Linked DNA regions of Mus musculus: all the other regions are linked to region 1. Evidence: chromatin contacts called from public HiChIP or PLAC-seq and capture Hi-C data. All regions are on one chromosome and are shown on one strand. The core of a region is the stretch at or near the end of the contact, and the rest is flanking DNA. Distances in the headings are between cores, read along the strand shown.

The links. HiChIP or PLAC-seq counts read pairs in DNA pulled down with a chosen protein or histone mark. Capture Hi-C pulls out chosen DNA fragments and counts their contacts.
Region 2: an H3K27ac HiChIP or PLAC-seq map of microglia shows a contact between it and region 1, with 7 times the contacts expected there. The contact joins two enhancer-like sites. A contact is called at or near these places in 1 of 39 promoter capture datasets (cranial neural crest) and 2 of 115 datasets of contacts at active chromatin or transcription factors (cardiomyocytes and microglia).
Region 3: a contact with region 1 is called in a capture Hi-C map of macrophages, with 3 times the contacts expected there. The contact joins two enhancer-like sites. A contact is called at or near these places in 5 of 39 promoter capture datasets (cranial neural crest, embryonic stem cells, hippocampal neurons and 2 more), 2 of 115 datasets of contacts at active chromatin or transcription factors (the NIH/3T3 cell line and astrocytes) and 2 of 9 other capture datasets (adipose tissue and macrophages).

The regions. Positions count from the first base shown.
Region 1 is chr10:61,119,948-61,124,899 of GRCm38.p6, reverse strand. Sgpl1 (sphingosine phosphate lyase 1) reads left to right here. Exons shown (of 15, transcript NM_009163.4): 3 at 1,426-1,591. Among named protein-coding and RNA genes, the nearest start is that of Sgpl1, 25 kb to the left of the region's middle. Within about 2 kb of position 2,994, at least 33 of the 459 cell types and tissues checked have an H3K27ac peak or open chromatin away from gene starts, as enhancers often do. A contact at or near this core is called in macrophages and microglia, where this site is marked.
Region 2 is chr10:60,260,247-60,265,198 of GRCm38.p6, reverse strand. No RefSeq gene overlaps it. Among named protein-coding and RNA genes, the nearest start is that of Psap, 15 kb to the left of the region's middle. Within about 2 kb of position 2,703, at least 207 of the 459 cell types and tissues checked have an H3K27ac peak or open chromatin away from gene starts, as enhancers often do. A contact at or near this core is called in microglia, where this site is marked.
Region 3 is chr10:60,387,470-60,392,421 of GRCm38.p6, reverse strand. It overlaps Cdh23 (cadherin 23 (otocadherin)), which reads left to right. Exons shown (of 71, transcript NM_023370.3): 31 at 552-700. It also overlaps a transcript of Vsir not described here. Among named protein-coding and RNA genes, the nearest start is that of Gm17455, 9.8 kb to the left of the region's middle. Within about 2 kb of position 2,696, at least 127 of the 459 cell types and tissues checked have an H3K27ac peak or open chromatin away from gene starts, as enhancers often do. A contact at or near this core is called in macrophages, where this site is marked.

The sequences.
Region 1 (4,952 bases), core at 1,745-4,244:
CATTTCCCTTTAGATTATAAGTTCACTGGGAATAATGAACTGTGCATTTACCCAAATTTATGCCACCTTGTTGCCATAAAAATGTTGAGTTAATAACAAACTATCCAAATGAACTAGCTTTTAAAAACACTCTGGCTTAGTAAGTAGGGATAAAGGCAGAGCTTTAAAAAAACCAAAACAAAAAAGAACAGTCCTACCCAACTTTGTAGTCAGGGAGATAAATAGATGAGTAGACTGCAAGTCAGGTTGCGATAAGCCTATCACAAATTAATTCTTGACAGAAACTTAAAGGGAGAGATGAATTTTCAAAAGTGAGATCTCCTGGCCAGACCCGGTAGCTCCATTCTGTAATCTCACTACTTAGTAAGTTCAGGCAAGAGGATTAAGTTTGAGAGCTGCTTTGCCTATAAAGTTGAAGACTAGCCTGGCAACTTAGTCATACTATCTCAAAATTAAAGTAAAGAAGGGCTTGGGATATAGCTCAGTGGTAGAATATTTACCTGGATCTGGCATTCATAAAGGAGGTCCTAGGGTCAATCTCAGAGAGCTTTTGACTGATTCTGGTAAGTTTACAGATGAGATTTTTGTTGTTGTTGTTGTTGTTGTTTATCTCAGATACTGTGTGGGATACAGTAATAGTAAAATACCATGACAGACTCCCAGTAGGTGAGTGAGTTTTTAGAGCAGGATTAGCCAATAGTAACCTTATAGTTGAATCTGACTCTGTGAACCAAGAATGATTTTTTTTTTTTAAATGAGACCAAGTCTCATTATGTTGTCTAGGCTCGCCCCTGAACTGTGGTACTGTTCTGGACTCTTAAGTGCTGGGATTGTTTGCATGAACTTGATCTTTACATTTTCAGAGAGTTGGCTAGAAAGAATATTTTGTGATACAGCATTATATGAAAGATTTCAGCATTCATATAGTTAAGCTGTGTCGGAACCTTAGCACACAGTACACTGCCACAGCACCAGAGGTGAGTAGCTGTAACAGAATTAGTTCATAGCACCTAAAATAGTCAAAGTCTGGGTCCATACCGAACTACTGTGTTTAGAGAATAGAGAAGGGGGAAATTCAAAGAGAGTAGAGAAAAAAATGGCACTCATTTTGAGGACTGGTTACAGAGAGGAACTGCTGGGAATACCAGCAGTGAGATAAAGGTGATGGCTCACTGGGAATTCATCTAGATTAGTCCTCTTATTTTACAAAATAAGCAGATCAACTTTGTATCAAAGTCCACACTGTTGTAAGGGAGCAACTGGTGTATAAACTTTGAGGGCTGTAGAAGATGATAAGATTATTGCTGAGGTGGAGCCCTCATCTTGAGTAACAGCTTTGCCCTTGAAAAATGAGAATTGAACAAACCAAGAGCAGACTTCCTTTCTCTGAATGTAATGTTTCTGTTTTTCTTCTTATATTTCTAGAAGGACTTCGAGCCTTATTTGGAGATTTTGGAATCATATTCCACAAAAGCCAAGAATTATGTGAATGGATATTGCACCAAATATGAGCCCTGGCAGCTCATTGCGTGGAGTGTCCTGTGTACTCTGCTGATAGTCTGGGTGTATGAGCTTATCTTCCAGCCAGAGAGTAAGTATACTACCCCTTCTGTAAAGGTAGACTGGAATCTCATTCATGGCTGGTGGGTTGGAAGCATTTCTTTTGGTTTGGTTGTGGCTTTTAAAAATCTATTGAGATGGGAAATAGACCCTGATTTATTAGCTGTGAAATTCTTTTAGGACTTTTGGGAAACTTACTATTTATGGTTTTGTGGATTTTTTTCTTTTCCTTTCATTTATAGTTTGGGTAGAAACTCCTTAGGTATTCGTTACTATAAAGATTCACAGATGTCTCAGAATGTAGGGTACATATTTTTCGGTTCTAGTTTCTTCTAAGAACATAATTGTGTTGTTTGAGATTTCCAGAGTAGAAATGTATTGCTTCCATTTGTGGCCTTCCTTTTCATTAAAGAGTCACCACTTGACTGCCAAGTAGCCTCTGGGATGTCTGCATAAGTAACACATGGCCCTTCTTCCTTTGGAGTTAACTTCTGCTAAGGGACAGTAGTACTGACTTGTCAGATGGACTTGGGAAGAACAACACTGTTTCTTAGGGGCTGCTGAGGAGGAGATACCGGCCGGCTTACACTCTTCCTAAGGTGTAAACAGCTCCTGCACACCCTTCTCTTTCCCACCTACACCTTTAGGTGACTATGACCATAACGCTGTGAATTATTTTCTCCCTACAGGCAGTGCTTGGTAAGCTGTTTGATTATACTCATATCTAAATAGTAGATGTGAGCAGTGGCTATTTTGTGATGATCCTTGGCTTTCCCCACACTGCTGATATCTTGAGTAACTTCCTTGGGAGAAGTAAATAACTGAAGAAAAATCTAAGCATTTTTACTTGTTTGATATTTCTCCATTGCTTCACTTCCTTGGTGGCATCATCTGTTGGGGGCACTTGCCAGCTCTGTAGACCAGGCTGGCCTTGGACTCTGAGAACCACCTGCCTCTGCCTGCCAAGTGCCGGGATTAAAGGTGTGTGCTACCACCACCAGGTAGTTTTTATCTTTTTATCATGCAGCCATTGAGCTATTTTAATAGCATTAAAGCTACAGCAACGTACATGTTGCAAAACATGACAGCCTAGAGGCAAGTTCTACGGCATTAGAGCTGTTTAATTAAAGTGGAAATAAGATGTGACTGTCCTGTCTCAAATTATAGTTCACCGTAGCTTTAAAACATGGTCTTCAAAGCTGGACGTGGTGGTGCACGCCTTTAATCCAGCACTCGGGAGGCAGAGGCAGGCAGATTTCTGAGTTTGAGGCCAGCCTCGTCTACAAAGTGAGTTCCAGGATAGCCAGGACTACACAGAGAAACCCTGTCTCGAAAAAACCAAAACCAAAACCAAAACCAAACCAAACCAAACCAAACCAAACATGGTCTTCAGTTTCTGTTCCTCATCCTCTCCTGGTTTTCTCCTACACTGTTGACAAGACTGAGACTGGCCTTTTATTTCAGCTCCTGGTTTATATGTGGCTACAGCTTTAGTTGCTTGTGCAGGTGTACTCCTTATCCAGGAAGTGTCTTTCACTCCTCTCCCAACCTCCCCTCCCCCAGCTCATTGGCCTTGTCTTGTTTTGTCTTAACTTGGGATAGAGTCTCACTATGTAGACCAGGCTTGCTTAGAGCTTGCAGTGGTGCTCCTGTCTGTGCCTCGAGAGTGCTAAGATGTGCAGGTGTGTGTCACCATGTCTGGCGTCTTTTCTTTTTTACTATGACAGTACATATATATACACATATGTTGCCTTTTAAAATTTATTTTATATTTTATGTGTAAAGGTGTTTTACCATACATATGTCAGTGCATCACATTCATGCCTTATGTTACCCTTTTAAGCTTGGGAGGGGACATGCTGGAATCAAATATCAGGCCTTGTACATACCAGGGAAGTACTCTATCACTCTTCAGCCTCTCATTTTACTCACTTTAAAGTCTTCAGTTTAGTGGCATTCACATTTAACTAATATTCACATTGTTATATAGTCTCTATCTCAAAATTTTCTCTTTAGTTCAAATTGAACTTTCAGCAGATAAATAGTTCCTGAGCCAAGTATGGTGGTGCAACTTTGAACCCCTAATCCTTGGAAAACTAAGGCAGGAGGATTGTAAGTTTGAGGCCAGCCTGGACTATATAGACCCAGAAGACATCAAAGTCTCCATTTCTTATTTTTCCTAAGCCCTAAAATCACCATTCTGGGTACTTTCCATTTTAAGGTTGTATATTTATAAAACTAGACTAAAGTTAGTAAGTTGTTGACATTCGTACTTGTTTGTTATAATTAGTATTAACTTTAGGTATTTACTTCTTTAAATTAAAATTTTTATTTAACTGTAAATATTATTTAGAACATGTTTTGAAGTGTATATGTATTGCATAATGGTCAAGCTGAGTTAGTTAACATTTATTACCTTTGCGTTTTCATGGTTAGATAGATCAGTTATTAGCTGGCTATGTTATGCACTTTGCTGAACTTGTAGCGGAAATAAAGCCGTCTTCTTGGGTGCTGGTGCCTGCTTACTTGCTGACCCTGAGCAGTCCATCTGAAAACTACCAAAAACCATTATATTAGTAAGGTATTCTATTTAAGTCTTTGTCAGTTGAACTCCAAGCCATTTTAGCTTTTAATATATATTTTTATTAAAAAGGAGCCTGTGCTCACCATAGAAAACTTTTATACAATATGAACAAGCCATTGAGACCAATTAAAATCTTGCTACTTGAGTATACCAATTATATTAGTCAGGGTTCCTAGAGGAACAGGACCAATGAGGACATATGAAAGATTCATTAGATCAGCTTATGTGATAGGGAGTGAGTAGTAATGACTGTGTTTACATTGGAAAGCTGAGACTCTAGTAGTTCAGTCTGAAGCTGGGTCTTTCAGCAATCCCAGTCTTGTGCTCACAGCCTGCCTAGAGGATTCAGGAGAGCACTGGCCTTAGTCCACTGTGGAGGCCAAAGACTCTAGGTTCCAGTGGCTGAGAAGGATTGGCAAAAGGAGCAGGTCTGTCTTTCACTAGACGCTGAGGGTGTGACCCACACTGGAGAGGTTCGTCTCTGGAACTTAATCCTGCGGAAGGCTAGTCCTATAACTTCCACAAGTGACAAGTGCACCCCTCCCCAAAATACGTTAAAAGAATTTTTTTTCTTTCTCTCAAGGGTCTCGTGTATCCCTGGCTGGCCTGGGACTCACTCTGTAGAGCAGATTAGCTTTGCACTCACAGAGTTTGCCTGCCTGTGCTTCTTCCCAAGCACTAGGAGTAAAAAAGCATGTGCCACCACATTCAGTAGGAAATTTAAAAACTTCTATTTTATTTATTAGGGAGGTGTGGATGTATGGATACATATATATGATGTGTGTATGTTGCCACAGCACTCATGTAG
Region 2 (4,952 bases), core at 1,454-3,953, 860 kb after region 1:
TAGTTTCTCCTCTCCACAGATAACCAAAGTCAATTAGTTTGGGGTGTGTGTGTGTATGTGTGTGTGTCTGTCTGTCTGTCTCATTCAGGAATCCAGAGAGCTCTTAGCTCTTGGGAGGATAGGATATGCCTGTGACTTGCTCGGAGCCAAAGCTGGTTAACTAATTCACCGCTACACATGAGACTCCAAATAAGACAAAAGCAACCAAAAAGGGCCAACCAACTGGGGGAAACAGCAAAATCCCCACTTCTAGGTTAGTTTTGAACTCCTAAACTCAAATGATCTGTCCGTTTTCATTTTCTGAATACTGGCAACCAGCATCTGTCTTTTATTGAGACAGGATCTCACTATGAAGCCTTAGCTGGCCAGGAGCTTACTATGTAGACCAGGCTGGCCTTGAACTCACAGAGATCTCTACCTCCCAAGTGCTGGGAGGGGGCCCAGCAGGTAAATGTTGTGACAAGGGACTCAGGTGCATATTTTACATATCACAGCAGACCTGGCCTCCAGGTTCTCCCAGAATCCCTCAGTCTCTACCTGGAATACCTTGCTCCCAACCCTGAACCTTCCAGCCCAAGGGCTGTGGCTGCCCTTCTCCCAGAGGCTCTTCCCTGTGTCATCACAACATTGTGGCCTCCTCTCTCTCTCTCTCTCTCTCTCTCTCTCTCTCTCTCTCCTCCTCTCTTTCTCTTCCCCCTCCCCACTCTCTCCCTCTCTCCCTTTGATGATAGTCTGGTCTGCATAGCAAATTCCAGAACAGCCAGAGCTACTTAATAAAGTGACCTTGTCACAAAAACAAGAAAGAAAGAAAGAAAGAAAGAAAGAAAGAAAGAAAGAAAGAAAGAAAGAAAGAAAAGACAAAAGAGAGAGAGAAAGAAAGGACAAAAGTGATTTTAAAATATCCATAGATGATGGCCACTTGGGAGGCAGAGATGGGCATATCTACATAGTAAGTTCTAAGTTACACAGTGAGATCCTGTGTCAGTGGTACCAAATTAAAATCCCATCTCCAGCCAAGTGTGGTGCTACACAATTCAATCTAGCATTGGGAAGGCAGAAGCAGGCAGATTTCTGTGAGTCTGAGATCAGCTTGGTCTACATAGCAAATTCTAGGCCAGCCAGAGGTAGCTAGTTAGAGAGAGAGATCCTGTCTTTAACAAACACACAAACACAAACAAACAACAAAAAGACAAAAACAGCTCCAACGTTTGCTATACCCCTTGTGGAGATCGGAAGGCCTGGCCAAGCCTCAGTGTTCTCACTTAGAAAATGGGGGGAATGTACCCTTACAGGACAGCAAGGGAGACCATCTGTCCCAGGGACTGCTACAGCCTTGTCATGCTCCCTAAACGGGACCCAGGAGGAGGCCAGAGGCCAGCAATGATGTGAGTCCCACCTCATGCTGACCTCAAAGACAGTGCCCGAGTCTAGAGCCACCCTGCAGCACCACCGCCAAGTCACCTGCATTGGTGGCAGGGCCAGCGGGACCTGCAGTGACTGTAGAGTCAACCCTGGGAGGAAGGAGGCAGACCTCACTGCCCCCAACCAACGCCCATCTGCCCATCCCAAGCCGCCTGTGGGCTAGACCTCTGGATTCCCACTTCCTCCAGTTGGTGGGTCACTCCAGGGAGCTCCCTGCCACCTGCAGCCCCTCCCTGCCTAGCCAGCTGCTAAGGAGCTGTGACAACACATCCTGGACTCAAGATGGCAGAGCCTGTCCCTACATCCTCAAGTGAGGAGGCTCGGTGGTAGGGCTCAGGCTGATTCTCAGTTCCTGCTCATCGTGACTGAGCTGAGGGTCGCAGACCCAGGGATACTGTTCCCATTGCTGATGGAACTGTGAAGGACCAGGCTCAGGGTGCCCTGCTGCATCCCACCCCCACCCAGCACTAACCCCCAAGTGGTATGTCTGCTGGGGAGCTCAGCTTCCTGGGTAGTCGATGTCCCTGGTATCGCTAATCACTATGTGACTTCATTCTGAGTGCAGGAAGGAGGGGGAATGAACCCCTATTTGTTCTCATGAACAATAACTGATGTGACATTAAGGCTGAGGGGTGACAGGCTCTTCCTGACCCCCAGGCTTGAGGTCAGACAACCTGGCTTGTGTCCCAGACCCACCACGGATTGCTGGGTGACCTTGACAAGACACGAACCTCTCTGTGCTTGGATTTCCTCATCTATAAAATGGGGCTGTTAGCAGTACCTTTCTTGCGTTATTTTAAGTGAGTTAATATACTTGAGGTGCTTACAGCAGCTCAGGGCACATGTGACATGCACAATAAGGCTGGGTGTCACAGTTATTCCCAGGTTAAAATATAAATGGAGAGAAGCTACATGACTTGCCCAATGGCACACGGCTAGGTAACAATGAGGCCAAGACTTCACACACACACACACACACACAGACACACCATCACCTTGGGCTTGCAAAAGAACATCTCCTCATCTTTGGAGAACTCGGGGAGGAAGGGGCCTCCTGTGTGTGTGTGTGTGTGTGTGTGTGTGTGTGTGTGTGTGTGTGTGACTCCAATGGAGGAGATGCCACAGTACAAACAGTCCCCTGGAGGAAGCCACTGCCTGCAGCTGCCAGATCACGAGCCTGGCGGAGTGCCAAGCCATGAGACTGGGCCCTCCACAGTCTTTGTCTCTCTGGCCTTGTGAGGCACAGTGATTCAGCAGGATAGGCTCACCCACTCTGGGTCTTGCAGCTAAGAGCCACTGCTTTCAGGAAAGGGGTGTGATGGCTCATGCCCTGTCTATTCCAACACTCAGAGGGTTGAGGCAGGAGGATCACCACATAGGAAAACCTTGTCTCAAAGAAAACCAACCAAACAGCATCATTAAAAGGAACGAGATTGGTAATAGGCCCCAGGGTCTCTGACTGGGGATACTGGTGTGAGAGGCACCAGGCTGGGCTGAGAAGACCTTACGGCACACAAAATCCAGTAAAAATTTCAGGCCCTCCAAAAGGACTGAAAGTGGGCTGAAGAATTGGCTTGGTGGTTAAGAGCACTGATTGCTCTTCCACAGGTCCTGAGTTCAAATCCCAGCAACCACGTGGTGGCTCACAACCATCTGCAATGCGATATGACACCCTCTTCTGGTGTGTCTGAAGAGAGTAACAGTGTACTCATATACATAAAATAAACAAATCTTTTTTTTTAAAGGACTGAAAGTTATTTATGTTTTTTAAACAGGGTCTTGTTAGCCAGGCTGGCATTGAACTCCCAAGTGCTAAGATTACAGGTGTGTAGCATCACATACAGTCCAACTGGGCTACACACACACACACACACACACACACACACACACACACACACACACCATCTCTCCATGACCCTGCCCCCTTCCTCTCACCAGAAGGAGAAACAGGCCCAGAAGATGCCAGGCTTCTCCAGGGTCATCCAGGCTAAACTTGGAGCAAATTCTAAGTCCCTGGCACTGTGGACAGTTTTTTCCCTGATCAGTCTTTTGCCCTGGTGATAATAAGCTTAAAGCATAAGCCTGCAATTCTCTTTAATCTCAGAGTCCCGAGGAGGTTTGGGGAAGAAAGAGAAAGCTTTGTTCTCAGAGCCGGGGCTAGGACGATTGGCTGGGCAGGAGCTCTCCTGCGCCACCTTTGCCCTGGACAGGGAGCAACGTGTGTTTCTAGAAAAGGCTTAATTTTGGAAGGCAGGTGGGGGCTCCTGGAGGGGTGGGGGTGGAGAAAGACTGCTCACCTGATAGCTCTCTCTCTCTCTCTCTCTCTCTCTCTCTCTCTCTCTCTCTCTCTCTCTCTCTCTCTCTCTCTCTCAAGTGCCCCGACACGCATCTTGCCTTCTGTGGCCTTAGGAGACCAGGTGTGTGCAGGGGGCACCTGGTGTGAGAAGGGGAGGCTAGCCCTCCCTCTCCCCGTCCTCCCTTCCTTCTTTTTTCCCTAGACAGGGTCTCTTCTAGCCCAGGCTGGCCTCAAACTCAGAATGTAACCTTGCATTCTTAATCCTCTTGTCTCTATTTCTCAAATGCTAGGGTCACATGAAATTCTGGGGTCACATGAAATGCCGGGGTCACAAGGAATGCTGGGGTCACAAGGCATTCTGGGGTCACATGATGAAATGCTACAGTCACATGAAATGCTGGGGTCACAGGCATGTGCTATCAGACCTCATTTTTACCATGCTGAGGGTGAAACTATGGCTTCATGCATACGAGGCAACCACTCTACCAACTGAGCCACATGTCCAGCCTGAGAGTGGGTCCCTGAAACTCACCTTTTTCCCCAGAATGCTTTTGAGAGGGACTAGGGACTCCTTCACCACACCCACTAATAGCCCTGGGCATCATCTTGGTGGGTGAGTGAACACAGAGAAGCTGTGGCCTCACCCTTGGTATGTAAGAGCCAAGTCACAGCCTTGTGAAACTGTTGCTCTGGGGGTGGGCATGGGAGAAGAGCACAGGGCCAGTGTGACCCAGGAAAGAGGAACCAAAACTACCAGGGTAAGACTGTCCCGGACCATTGCCCTTCTATACATGGGCATGGGCAACTCCAACAGCCACTAGGACCAGGGTTTAAGTTCAGTGCCCTGCCCCCCAGCATGCAGTGGACGACGTAGGTGACCCCCTTTACTCTATATGCCTATCCCCCACATACAGAAATGGCACACAGATCGGAGGCTTGCTAAAAAGGTTTCCTACCCTATGCATGCCCTGCACATGATAAGGTTCCAGATACATAGTGGGTCTGTGTCTTCCCCATGAGACCTTGAGATGTTGGCCTGGAATTATCCATAGCCCCATAAGGAAACTGAGGACAGAGGTGTCTCATGTGAGTGAGAAGGGTTTCTTTTGCCCTGTATATTGAGCCACTTGGCGTCTAGCTCAGCACCATTACCAAATAAGGAAACGTTCACAAGTGGGCTGTGGGAAGCTCAAACAGCGCCAAGGGCAGCACCATGCTAATCAACCAAGAGCCA
Region 3 (4,952 bases), core at 1,447-3,946, 730 kb after region 1:
AGACAGGGTTAGACCTTATGCTTCATATAAGGAAGAGGCCAGTGAGCTTCAGTTCCATGTCCTCCTCTCTTAGGCCATTGTGGGCGTTAACCAAATTCCCAAGTGAACGGATGGTTTTCAGATGGTGATACAAATTAAAATCAAACATATTTGAGACACAGAATTGTAATTCTTTCAGTTAGGATAGATGATAGAATACTTTACCCACATTTCCAAATGGGTGTTATATCATACCTTACAATACCTTACAATTTACGCAATTGTTATAATTATGTTCAATGTGTATCTGAGAGGAAAGAGCCTTTTTAATTGGACAAAAAGGGAGAAATGTAGCTACTTGTATAAAGGCTATGTGTATATCTTTCACTTGAGAACATAAACCATTGAGACAAGTAGCAACTTCATGCTGGGATTTATTAATTAATAATTAATTCAATGCCCAAGTCCTGTGGGCAGGACCAATGTGCCATAGGGCCTGGAACTCACTGCCTTCTATCTCATAAGCATCCTCTTCCCGGTCCAGCCCATGCATCTCATGTGCTGCTCCACAGGTAACCATGGCAACAACTTCCGGATCCACGTAGGCAGCGGGCTCCTGATGCGAGGGCCAAGGCCCCTGGACAGGGAACGGAACTCGTCCCACGTACTGATGGTAGAAGCCTACAACCATGACCTGGGGCCCATGCGGAGCTCTGTCAGGGTGAGAACACAAACTGGGGCCTGGTGGGGCAGGTTTCACTACTGACTGGCATGCAGGGCAAGGAATTTGGTGAAGAGACTAAAGGCCTAGACCAGCCAGGGATTTTGGATTTGTCCTTTCACTCTGTGCCATGGTTTCTTGAGGAAGGGGATCCACGATACTCATGTCTGTTCTAAGGGAGGAAAGAGGAATTGTCACTGATCCATTCCTTATAGACACCCAGTTCTCCACAACGAACTGAGAGCCCTCCTAGACATAAGCTTAGAGGAGCAGGTAGCAATATTGCTTTGCAGATGAAGAAATAGAGTTACAGAGAAGTAACTTGGCCTCTTGAGCAAGACTTGAGACCTTCTCTAATGGTCACACACAGAGGTCTGCCTCCTGTCTATGTTGTTTAATGTTCACCCCGCCTCACCCTCCATACACATGTAGCAGCCCATAGGCCCCTTCCCCTAAAGCCATAGGAAGTGAGTCAGAACCCAGAGGTTCCTGTCATGGAGGAAGGTGGGAGTTCATCAGACAGGGACACGTACCCAGGCCTGAGTGTGGCTGAGTCAGTGGAACCCATCAGCCCAGAGCAACCCGCTGTTTGCTGGGACTGGAAACATTGAGCAGGAGATAGCTGGTCAGCTGTTGCTCAAGTCCCTCCCTCCGGGATGCTTCCCCTCTTGTTAAAGATGGATGTCTCCAACCAAACTCTGGGCCCCAGGCAGATCTGTCAGAGCTGGGCCAGCTCTGAGTTTCTAGCTCCTTGCTCTCAGAGAAGATGGGAGAGAAAGTTGGCTCCCGACAAGCTACCCCCCTCCCCCATCCCTTAAGAAGAGAATGAATACCTGTCCAAGTGGATACAGCAGAGGGATCAAGTCCCTTGGACCCTTAGAGGACACGTTGACAGAGATACAGTTTTCTGGGTATGTACCAGGAAGTCGCCACAGTAGCTTCCCATTGTGACAGGCTCTTATTCACATGCTAATGAGCACCGTGGGGCCTGCCTGTGTCTTTCCCCTCAGTAAACTCACATCTGGTCACAAGAATGGCTGGTATCAGTGAGGTTCAGGCTGGACCCCTGGACTTCAGGCATCCTAACCACAGCCCTCTCTGTGTCCCCTCCCCTCCCCTCCCCCACCCACCTGTTTCTCAAGAGCCCGATCACTCTGCTATGTGCCATTTTTAGCCACCAACCTTGTTGTTAAACCGAGTTCTTTGCAACATCCCAGGGTGTAAAACAGATCAAAGGCAGACTGTGTACAACCTTAAGGTGAGGCACCCCAGTCACAGCCTTGGGCCCCTTTTATATGCTCCTGCCCTCAAGACCCTGAGGAAAAAGAAATTTGACCCAATTCTGAGGAAGGCCCTGCGTTACCCCCATTCTACAGATGAGGAGACTGAGGCAGAGAGGAATCAACCAACTTGATAAGGGTCCCATTATGGTATGGGTAGAGCCAGGCTTCACCCCAGGCAGGTGGTCCAGACTATTCTCTTACCTCTACACTATATGATTCCTGGACCACCATGCCCAAGGAGGGTTCTTGGCACCCTGACAAGCACTACATACCCAAAGAGTAACTTTAAGAATTCAGGTGTTGTCCCCTGGCATGGAGATTCGATGGCCCCTGCAGTTTAGAGCATCTGTTCTCCTAAGAGAGTCAGGAGAGCTGGGGCGCTTTCTGATAGCAATGTGAGGATGCTAGTTTTGCCCAGTAAGCTGCAATTTCTACTTTAACAGCTAGCAACAGTCCCCATGAAGTCCAGGAAGTAAGGAGGGAAACCTTCCTTCTGGATGCTGGGCATCTCTGTGTGTACATGCCCACATGCACAGTGTATACACGCAACTGCCCTCTTATCCCTGTTGGAGGGTCGGGCAGCCCTGTGCAGACACTCGGGACAGAAGGCATTCTGGCTCTGAGGCACCTGGCAGCATCCTCCTGTTCAGCAAGAGTTCAGCTGGCCTGTACTTCCTGTTCAGCTGTGTCTCTCAGGTTCACAAACCACACCATCTTTCCTCCTCTCTCTACTGCCGAAAGCAGCCAGAAGTGTTGAAAGCCTGGCCACATTGTGGCAAGCTACACTCCGCCCCTCTCCCGTTCCTCTTACACTATCAGACTGACAGCTTCTTCCCCGATGTCCCCCAGAAGGCAAGGTCATTAGAACAAGCAAACTCCGGAAAGGGAAGGCTTGCCGTTTTAAAAGATGGATAGTTAATATCTGTTTACACAGAGTTCCCGAAATTCACCCATGCCAATTCCCCTCACAGTCACCACACCCAGGATCTTCTGCAACAAACTGTGGGTGAAGCCAAATTTAGAAGGCTCCCACTACAGCTGCAGACTGAGGTGGACCCTGTCGTTTGCATAGTAGATTCTCGATGTCCGGACCTGAAAGGTGCTGGCGTGACAGGGCTGTGGAACCTCAGGGCAGTGGAGTGGTGAGCTCTCTGTGAGCCTCCCTGGCCACCACATCCATCTTCTCCCCTGGCTTTGCCACTCTTCCCACCCTTAGTCATCCAGTAAATTCCCTGATAACCTAGAGGGTTGTGTGTGTGTGTGTGGTATGTGTGTGTGTGTCTAATGTGTCTGTGGTGTGTGGTAGGGGGGTTGTATATGTAGTATGTGTGGTATGTGTGTGTGGTGTGCATATGGGGGTGTTTGTGTGTGTTATATGTATATGTGTGGTATATGGTAGTATTTGTGTGTTGTGTGTGTATATGTATATGTGGTGTGTTTGTGTGTGTCTGTAGTGTGTATGGTGTATGTGTGTATATGTGCATGGTATGTGTGTGTGTCTAGTGTGTCTGTGGTATGTGGTATGTGGTGAGAGGTTCTATATGTGGTTCATGTGTGGTATGTGTGTGTAAATGTGTGTGGTGTTTATATGGGAGGTGTTTGTGTGGTGTGTGTGTATATGTGTGTGTGTATATGTGTGTGTGTGTGTGTGTGTGTGTGTGTGTGTGTGTTAGGATAACCCCAGAGGCAGCTACATATGTGTGTGCATGGTATGTGGTCTATGTAGGTGTGTATGTAGTGTGTGTGTGTGTGTGTGTGTGTGTGTGTGTGTGTGAGCACATGCGCATGTGTGTGTAACCCCAGAGACAGCTATGGATATAGGCAAAGTGCCAAAGGCAGGTTCTCTGAGGCTGTCTTGCCCTCCTTCCCCTTTCTGTCCTGTCCTTGCCACTGACAGCTGTGACCTGTGCTGTGCACACTGAGCTACCCCACCCCACTTCCTCCCTTCTCCATCCTGCTTCATGGTAATGCTTCCCTGGCTCTAGGGAGCCAGAAGGATGTCTTATACTGGGGCCAGCTCATCCCCAGCACGAAGCCTAAGCATGGATAGATAGGGAGCCAGGAGACACCAGCCCTCCTTGTCCCTGTGAGATCTTGGGGAAAATTACTTCTCTTTTCTGAGACTCTTTTCCCAGTCTCTTAAAGGAGGCAGAGCCTGGGGTTTCTGGTAGCTTGTGTGTCTTTTCCCTCCATTCTGGTCTTCCAGGCAACAAGATTCAGGTCTACAGCAAACTCTCTGGGTATTCCCATATATGGGGAGAAAAGAGGGGCTCTCCTTGTTTGCAGACACAGCTCTCCATAAAAACCCTTTGAACCGTAGCATTTTTCTACATCTGACACATGTTCTTTAAAGGGAAGTTTCAAAGATGGAGAAAAGCAATGGGAACATCACACACACACACACACACACACACACACACACACACACACACACACACACACAATCACACAATTCTAGTAGGGTCCCCAGAAAGCAATTCCAGGGCAAGGATTGTCATGAAAGTCATTAATAAGGTTCCCCAGGAAAGTGATAGAGGGTGACCAGGAAACCCTGTGGGTTGGGGGATTACCCTCTGTTTCATTGGGAGCCCTGGAAGGAGTCGGGGATCAGTGCCCCACCCAGTTGTCTGCTATGGTGCAGTGGCAGTCTTTAAAGGGCTGTTGTGTGAGGGTCACAGGGTCCAAAGCACAACCACTTCTGTTCTTGTTACCATCATGGTTTTTTGTTGAGTCTCTCCTAAATAAATGTATTTTGGTCTTTGGGTGGAATTAGTTTTCTACTGATGAGGCAAAATGCCATGACCATGACAACTTATAAAAGCAAGCATTTCATCTAAAGGCTAATGATTCCAAGAGGCTAGAATCTTTGAACATCATAATTGGGAGTCTGGCAGTAGGCAGGCATGGCACTAGAGCAGAAGCTGATCAGAGAAAGAGAGAGAGAGAGAGAGAAAGAACACACTAGAACC